Linked DNA regions of Sus scrofa: region 2 is linked to region 1. A link is a contact called in public promoter capture Hi-C data. All regions are on one chromosome and are shown on one strand. The core of a region is the stretch at or near the end of the contact, and the rest is flanking DNA. Distances in the headings are between cores, read along the strand shown. Region 1 holds the start of CD180 (CD180 molecule). Region 2 holds the start of PIK3R1 (phosphatidylinositol 3-kinase regulatory subunit alpha).

Region 1 (3,715 bases), core at 996-3,495:
TATCTGAGGCAATTCAGGAAAGACTGGAAGATAATACAGTGTGTGCTTTGTCCATGGCAAAGGATGGGGTGGATGGTGTGGAGGAGAAAATTCAGGCATGAAAATCATTTGGGTGGGGTGACCTTTAAGAGTATGTGTTCTTTACAGCCTAGGACCAAATGAGTGTTTCATTCTTGCTTCCAAACTCTAAAACCTATCTTCTCATCTGTTTGCAATAGTTTAAATTTTAATCTATTTCATATTTCAGGGTATTATGCCCTGAATATTTGATTTGAACGCTGTGGCAGAAGGTCACTCATATTCATTTATTTTCTTTTACTCTTATACACTTGCAGGGAGTCTCTTGAATCCATTATGCAAACACATGCAAATCATATGCAAATACCATGGCCTCAGATAATGACAAAATCTTATGGCCTTAACTGAGCCATCAAACTTTTCTTTAAGAAGGAAAGTAATATGCCTTTTGAATGTCTCTGGGGCCGAGACAATTTCCTGAGAGCGATATTTACATGATGTGGGAATTGGTTACTCAAAGGAGTCTTTACCTCACATTCTTCACATTTATGTAGAACTTTAAGGTTAAGAAAGCATTTTGATGCTCATAATTACCCTGTGAGGTTAGTGGAACAGGAATTCAAAGTCCTGTTCTATTATTCCACTGGGAAATAGACTCAGAGACGGGAAATGACTTGCCCAGGTTTGCTCCATCGTTAGTAACCACGGATCTGAGGCTTAGAAGCAGATCTTTTGGTGCAAGAACTCTTCGCACACACCGTGATGCAGGTCTTCTTTAAAGCAAGGTGGCCATCCTCAGTCTGGGTTTGCTTGGACTGCATTGTGCCAAAAGCATCTTCATAGGTGCTTTTGTGGATGAGAACAGCATTTTAAGGGTGACCAATAAAGTCTAATTATTTGTAAGAGCTCTAGCACAATGCCAAATACATAGTTTCTCCAAGCCCCTTTGCTTTTTCACATCTGCTCTAAATATCTCCTGGCAAAGACCTTTCTTCACCCTGTCCACGCTTCAGCTTTTCCAGGAGGCAAATTTTCTTCTTAAACTATGGAGAGTAGTAGCACCAGTTTCTGCAATGAGACTGTCTTGAGTCTGAAGCCCTAATTCACCACTTTTTATAAAATGAGGGAAATAGCAACACCTCATTGATAGAATAGGTGATAAGGAGATATACATAAAACATAAAACCAAACCTGCCCAGAGTCTGACACTTAGTAAGTGCTCACTAAACAGTAGATACTTTATTCTATCAGTGGGAGCAATATTGTAGTGCTTGCAGTAGTAATACCTCAAGGCCTTGTGAACTCTTATGCTAAGAAGTAAGTAGCCCTTGGCAATGGACCAGGAGGACAGGAATGCCAAGTATCTCCTATATGTCAAAGGGCTAGAGAACAGACAATGTCTGAGTTAGCTAAATTCAGCCCAGTGAGGAAGAGTGAACTTTAGTTTTCTTTAACCACCACCATTTCTTGCATCATAATGAGGGAAGTTACAATCCTGTTTCAAAGCTGTTTCTAAGACGTAAAGCCAAGGCTGACATTCTTAACTCTGCTTTCTCTTAGCCAGGCTTCTCTGTATGTGGCAGTGTCCTCTACTCCCCTGGGTCACCTTGGGAGGGGATAAGAGGGGAATTTCAGCCCAGCTACTCTAAAGTAACCAGAAAAGGCCTAAATCACAGGGTCAGCGGGCAGATTTGTCCTCCTGTATCAAGACCAGGGGTGGCTACTATGAATGTGGTCAAAGCAGCCACAGGGGTGCGAGGAGCAGCTTCGCTCCTTTTGGGGATGGCCCTTGTCCCTTCAGCTCGAATTTCCAGCTCCAGCAGGTGCCACTGCAGGGCACAGTCTTTCTATCTGCCCCCACAGAGTGCTCTGCCTTTCCAGTGTGCCCCAGCACCTCTCCTGTTCCCTCATTAGGTCTAACAAAGCGGCCTTCTTTGTGAGGACAGCCACCTGCTCCCATGGCTTCTCTGATGTAAAGGGACCAGAAGCTGTTGGAGCTGGCCAAACCCTTGCAGTTCACCTAGAGTCAGTAGGAACCACCAACCCAACAGTCCATGTAACCAGCCCAAGAGTCCTGCACAACTGACGCATGTTTGCCAGGAAATGCACTGAGCCATTCTGGAGCTGGGTCCTCAGCTATTTCGGGCAAGAATGAGTACTCTGCAAAAGGGACTTCCTCTTTTTTGAAACACAGAGCCACCAAGCGCAGAGCAGTCAACAGCATTTCTTGCTCCCTGAGCTTCTGTCTGGCTGCCAAATTACCAAGGCCATCCTAGCTCGATTTGATTTTTTTAGCTCCAGCATTAGCTAACCGTACTGAACTTAGTTGCTCGAGTCCTGTGATGGCTTCCCGAGTCAGCTGCTTCCTGTTGGCGGTGCTGTTTTGTGCCAGCTGTAAAGTCATCACCTCCTCAGATCTGATGTGCACTGAGGTGAGTCCAAACTGTTTGTCTTTGTTCAGATTAAACCACCTGGAAATGTTAAGATTCAGCATGCAGTGCTGTCTGAGCCTCGGCATTCCAATATCACTGTCTTTAAGAGGGCAACGAGGGGTGTAGAAGTTTTTCCTTACTGTGAAAAGGGAGCCACGGAACTCAGCCAGGAAGATGATCTCATAGATTCCTAGTAGGCAGAAATGAGATCTGTTCTCCTCCTCAAACCACCTCTCCCACCCCAGATAATCCCGGACAGGACAAAGGATAGCAACAGGGTTCCAGTGCAAAGAGCAGACCGCCAAACCTGCTCCCTAGCCTGTCCAATGGGCCAGCACATGGCCACGTTACCAAAGAGTCCTTCAGCTTCCTGGCATTCTGGATCGAGATCAGTAAAGACTACCTGTGCCAGGCTTAGAGCATATAAAGATCACTCGGAATGAGTCTGGCTTTCTCCTCAAGTTGGACAGTCCTCCATCTGTTTCACTAACCCACAGGAGTAACATCTGAGAGTAGAGCCAAACTGCACCTTCTGTTTTGGACCATAACAATATTTATCAACCTGTGGGATGTTCTTGGGGAGGGTGGAGAAAGAGAGAAAGGAAAAGGACTCATTCTCTTGCCACCTTCCATCACCTCTCATCCCAGCAGGGGTCCAGCACCATGGGGCCTATCAGAAAAAGACTTGGGACCAGAAGGACCATCTGTCCTGGTGGCTAGGTGGGCTGCTTTCCCAGATTGAGGCTGAATGGTGAAAAAAAGGCTGGGGTAGCATGATGGAGAAAAGCAGTGCTTTGGAGCCAGAGTCAGGAGAATAAGGGAGAGGGGGGCAAGGACCTGCCAGATAAGAGCAAGAACCAAAGCCAGGACTAGAAGAAGGCCTAGATGTGGAAAGCAACAGAACCTTGGTAGTCTGGCATTAGGATGGAATTAAGATGCGTGCTCAGACCAAGAGGAGGCACAATGCCCAGGGGCAATTGATCGGGCTGCTCTAACAACAAAGTACCAAAGACTAGGTGGCTTCAACAACGGAAACTTATTTATACAATCCTGGAGATCAAGGTGTTTGCAAGATTGGCAAGGTTGTTAGGGTTGGCTGCTTCTGAGGCCTCTCTCCCGGCTCGTTTATGGTGTTTTCTTCCCCCTGTAACTTTCCATCTTCTCTCCTTTGTATGCATCTGTGTCCAAATTTATTGTTATTGTAAAAACACCATCCATAACGGATTGGGGCCCACTCTAAATGACCTCATTTTAACTTAATTACC
Region 2 (3,781 bases), core at 360-2,859, 850 kb before region 1:
TAAAGTTGCTGAAAGGCAGCACAAGCTAATGAAATATTCAAAAACCATTCCACATCCCGCCTGGGTCTCTAACTTTATGAATGTCCCGCCTAACAACTAAAACTCCAGCCTCACCAAACTGAAATGACAATCTTATGCTGCATTCAAAACCCGGAACTGCTTTATCCATTCGCACCTCGCAATGACTAGCAAAGAGGAAAAGAACCGAAAAAAAAAAAAAAAAAAAAAAACCCACCCTCACCCCGCCCCTGCTTCTAAAGTCATAAACTCCCCCAAATAAAGAGTATACTCATACTCAAGACACCAAGAGCGCTGCAGCTCCACCAAGGATTAACGGTAAAAGTGAGACCTTTCTGATATTAACTGCTCCCAGAAAAGCCAAATAATTTCCCCAAATCCAGTTCACACACATTGTGCGTTCAACACGTAACAGCCATTCCGCTCACACCCTTACATTTCAAGCTCGAATTCCGGTCACCAAAGTATATTTCTGCACTGGAGCGCTTGGCCTGAGCTTTCCTGTTCTCTTTGTCTTGTGATGTGTTGGGCAGTTTCTGGTCTTGGGAAGTGAGTGTGAGAGCTGTGGTTTCCAGACAATTCCCCACGATCTTTCAGCTCGGGCTTGCATGCTCCCTCTCTCTAGCCGGCTCCATATTGCTGGGCAGGTCCCAACAGTCTCGCTCCGCGCTACAAAAAGCTGGATTTCCGGGCTGTTCCAAGACCCCACTAAATCTGCCTCCAACAACCTGCTCAGGCCCGGCCCGCACCACACTCCGAGTTAGGGCCCCGGCGGCCAGCCTCCCCGAGGCGCACTTCCCCCACCCCGGAAGAGGAGGGAAGCAAACTTCGGAGGGCGGGGGCTGGGGGCGAGCTCCGGGGACCCTCGTCGCCCCGCCCGCCCGAGGAAAAGCGACCTGGGTGCAGCCAAAGGGCGCGGGGGCAGGCATCGCTCCTTCCCGCTAACGAAAGGCAGTGGTCGGGGCGCTCTCCGCTGCTGAAGGGCCCCGAAAAGCTGCAAGGCGACAGTGGGGACCCTCAGAAGTGTGCGGTGACGGAGGCACGGTGGCGGAAGCCCGAGTTCGCCTGCATCTCCGGGGACGAATGCGCCCGGCGGCATGCACAACCAACGAGGTGGCCGGGAGCACCCAAGACGCTGGCCGCGAGAGGGGCCCCCGGCTACCCGGCCAGCGGGAGATGCTGGCGGCAGGGAGGACGGCTGCCGGCCCGCTTTCCCCTGCTCGGCTCTGCAGAAGGAGAAGCGGCTGCTGGTGACAGGAAGAGAGCGGCGGTGGCCGCGCGCGCACGCACCGCCTCCCCCTCCCGAGCACACACCCGGACCCGCTGCCGCCGCCTACCTCCCCCGCCAGCCGGCTTCCTTCCTCTGCCCGGCCCGGGCTGCAGCGTCGGTTCTGGCGCGCACGTCTCCAACGCGTCCCTAACCGATTCCGACCCGCCAGCCGTTCTCGACTCGAGCTCGCTGTCTCCGACCCGCTCCCTGCTGCCCCAGCCGCGGCCGCTGCTTCCTCCAACTCCGCTCCAGCTGCTCGCGACTCCTCTCCGTGCGCCCGCAGTTCCAGCACCCGACTCAAGCTCCGCCTCCGGGTCCGCCCCACGGGGTCCGCCCCCCCGAGCCCGCGCCAACCAGCGCCCGCGTCTCTGCCCCTCTCTGCTGGCGCCGCGCCCGCGGCCGCTGCCATTCATAGTGCCGGCCTCTGAGCCCAGCGGCCAGCGGGCGGGGCTCCGGTCCGGCAGACCCTTCCTGCAGCCGGTGCTTGCCTTCCGCCCCCAGCCGCGGGGATGCCCCGGGCGGCAGGGCCGAGCGCTCTGGGTGTGCGCCCGCCGGGCGGGCCAGGCTACTGCCCGCCCGCGGCAGAACCGGCTGCTGGGCGTCTCCGGGACCGGAGGCGGCGGAGCTGGGGGAGGTCGAGGGCAAGTTCAGACTTAGAGGCTGCGTCTCTAATCCTAGAGTCTTGAAACAAACCCCTTTTGAGCCCCCTGCGCCCCAGCAGAACTGCTGGTTAGGGCAGGACTCGGATTCCAGGCTCAACCAAAGCGGGGAGGACCTGCAATTCCCGGCCTCGCCAGAGCGGCCTCAGGAGTGGGCGGAAAAACCACGCCACCCCGCATGGCTCCCGGGGGTGAAGGAGGGGTGAAAGGGTGAACCGGAGGGACGAGCGCCCGCAGCCTGCCCCGAACTCCAGGAGCCTGGCACCGCCGCCACCCGCAGTCAGGCGGGCCCGCCAGAAGGGCAGAGTTTTATGGGGAGGGCGCACGCTGGCTGATCCCTCCCAGTCCTCAGATGTCGGAGCAAAAGTAGGTCGCTCAGACAGATCGAGGACCCCCTGTTACTCGTGGAGTCGTAGGAGGAAGCTCACGTGAATTGTATGGCCCCTTAAATTTGTTAATTTTCAAATGCGGATTCTTCAGCTAATACTCATTACTTAAGTTGCACAAGAAAAATCTGATGTTGATTCAAACCTTCCTCTGACGGTAGGAGGAGATGCCAGCACCCTGTGTTCCTCTTTCGCCCATTAAAACCTGTTAAGAGTCCGCTTTTTAAAAAGCTTTTCCCAGATTCCTCTTTCTGCGGTTTTGAGGCCTGCAGCCGCCCAGCCTACTTGCCTTAAAGTCCTTTTCCCAATTTCCTTGCAAGATTTTTTTTTTTTAAACCAAGTATTTAGACTTTTGTCAAACTTTGAATTTGGTGGTTTATTCCTCTGGCGTTGGAAGTAGAGGAAAGAATATCCTGAAATTTATTGTCTGTCCTTAGGAAATATAATCATTCTTAAATGTGACTCACATTCTAACGGACAAGTTAGTTCTACTTTCGGTTATTCAGGCTCTGGCACTTTTGTTATTTCCACATGTTTCTTGAAGTGAAGATACAAAAACAGACACCTACCTATTTGTTTAAAAATCCATTTTATCTCAAAAGAAATATAGAGTTTACCAAACTTTATCATTCGCACCTACGTCTGAAACGGTACCATATATTGCTCGTCTGTAAATGAAATGTGTCTCACCCTGTGATAGAATTACTTTGATCCATTCCAATAAGCTGAAACACAACTGCTGTTATATTTGCTCTGTTTCCTTTAGGCTTGGGTCTGAAGAAACCTTACCAGCTGTCTCCTTTTGTTCACCATGAGTTCCTGGAAAGACACTTATGTACTGCTACTACAGGGTTCTATTCCCCTCAGCCTAAAAATAGCATGAAATCCTTAATCAAGCTTCCTTTTTTAGATAGACCTCAGCAGCTTGTTGACAGTATATGTTTTGTCTTTTTTTTTTTTTTTTTTTTTTTTGCCATTTCTTGGGCCACTCTCTCGGCATATGGAGGTTCCCAGGCTAGGTGTCTAATTGCAGTTGTAGCCGACAGCCTACGCCAGAGCCACAGCAACTCAGGATCCGAGCCACATCTGTGACCTACACCACAGCTCATGGCTCCTTGACCCACTGAGGGAGGCCAGGGATTGAACCCGTAACCTCATGCTTCCTAGTCGGATTCATTAACCACTGAGCTACGACAGGAACTCCTGTCTTTAATTTTTTTCCATCATACTTGAACACATAGCATAAGTCCAAAGAGTGTTCCATGAAGGACAATCTGACTCTCCATAAACTGAATAATTTTAGTCTTGTTTCATCTCTCAAACTGATAACCTCCTTACCATATCATTAATATTCAAATTTTATTTATTTTCATTTTCTATTAATTTCTATGAAATGATAAAAGCAAAAGGCACCAAAACAACAGTATTCAAAATTTTAAGAATTAACC

Evidence for each region. Promoter capture Hi-C pulls out the DNA fragments that hold promoters and counts their contacts.
Region 2: a contact with region 1 is called in a promoter capture Hi-C map of liver, with 4 times the contacts expected there. The contact joins the promoter of PIK3R1 here to the promoter of CD180 in region 1. A contact is called at or near these places in 2 of 5 promoter capture datasets (fetal liver and liver) and 1 of 2 datasets of contacts at active chromatin or transcription factors (alveolar macrophages).

What each region holds. Positions count from the first base shown.
Region 1 is chr16:45,586,562-45,590,276 of Sscrofa11.1, reverse strand. CD180 (CD180 molecule) reads left to right here and starts at 2,245. Exons shown (of 3, transcript NM_214357.1): 1 at 2,245-2,450. The coding sequence starts at 2,361.
Region 2 is chr16:46,432,585-46,436,365 of Sscrofa11.1, reverse strand. PIK3R1 (phosphatidylinositol 3-kinase regulatory subunit alpha) reads right to left here and starts at 1,609. Exons shown (of 16, transcript XM_021076847.1): 1 at 1,356-1,609.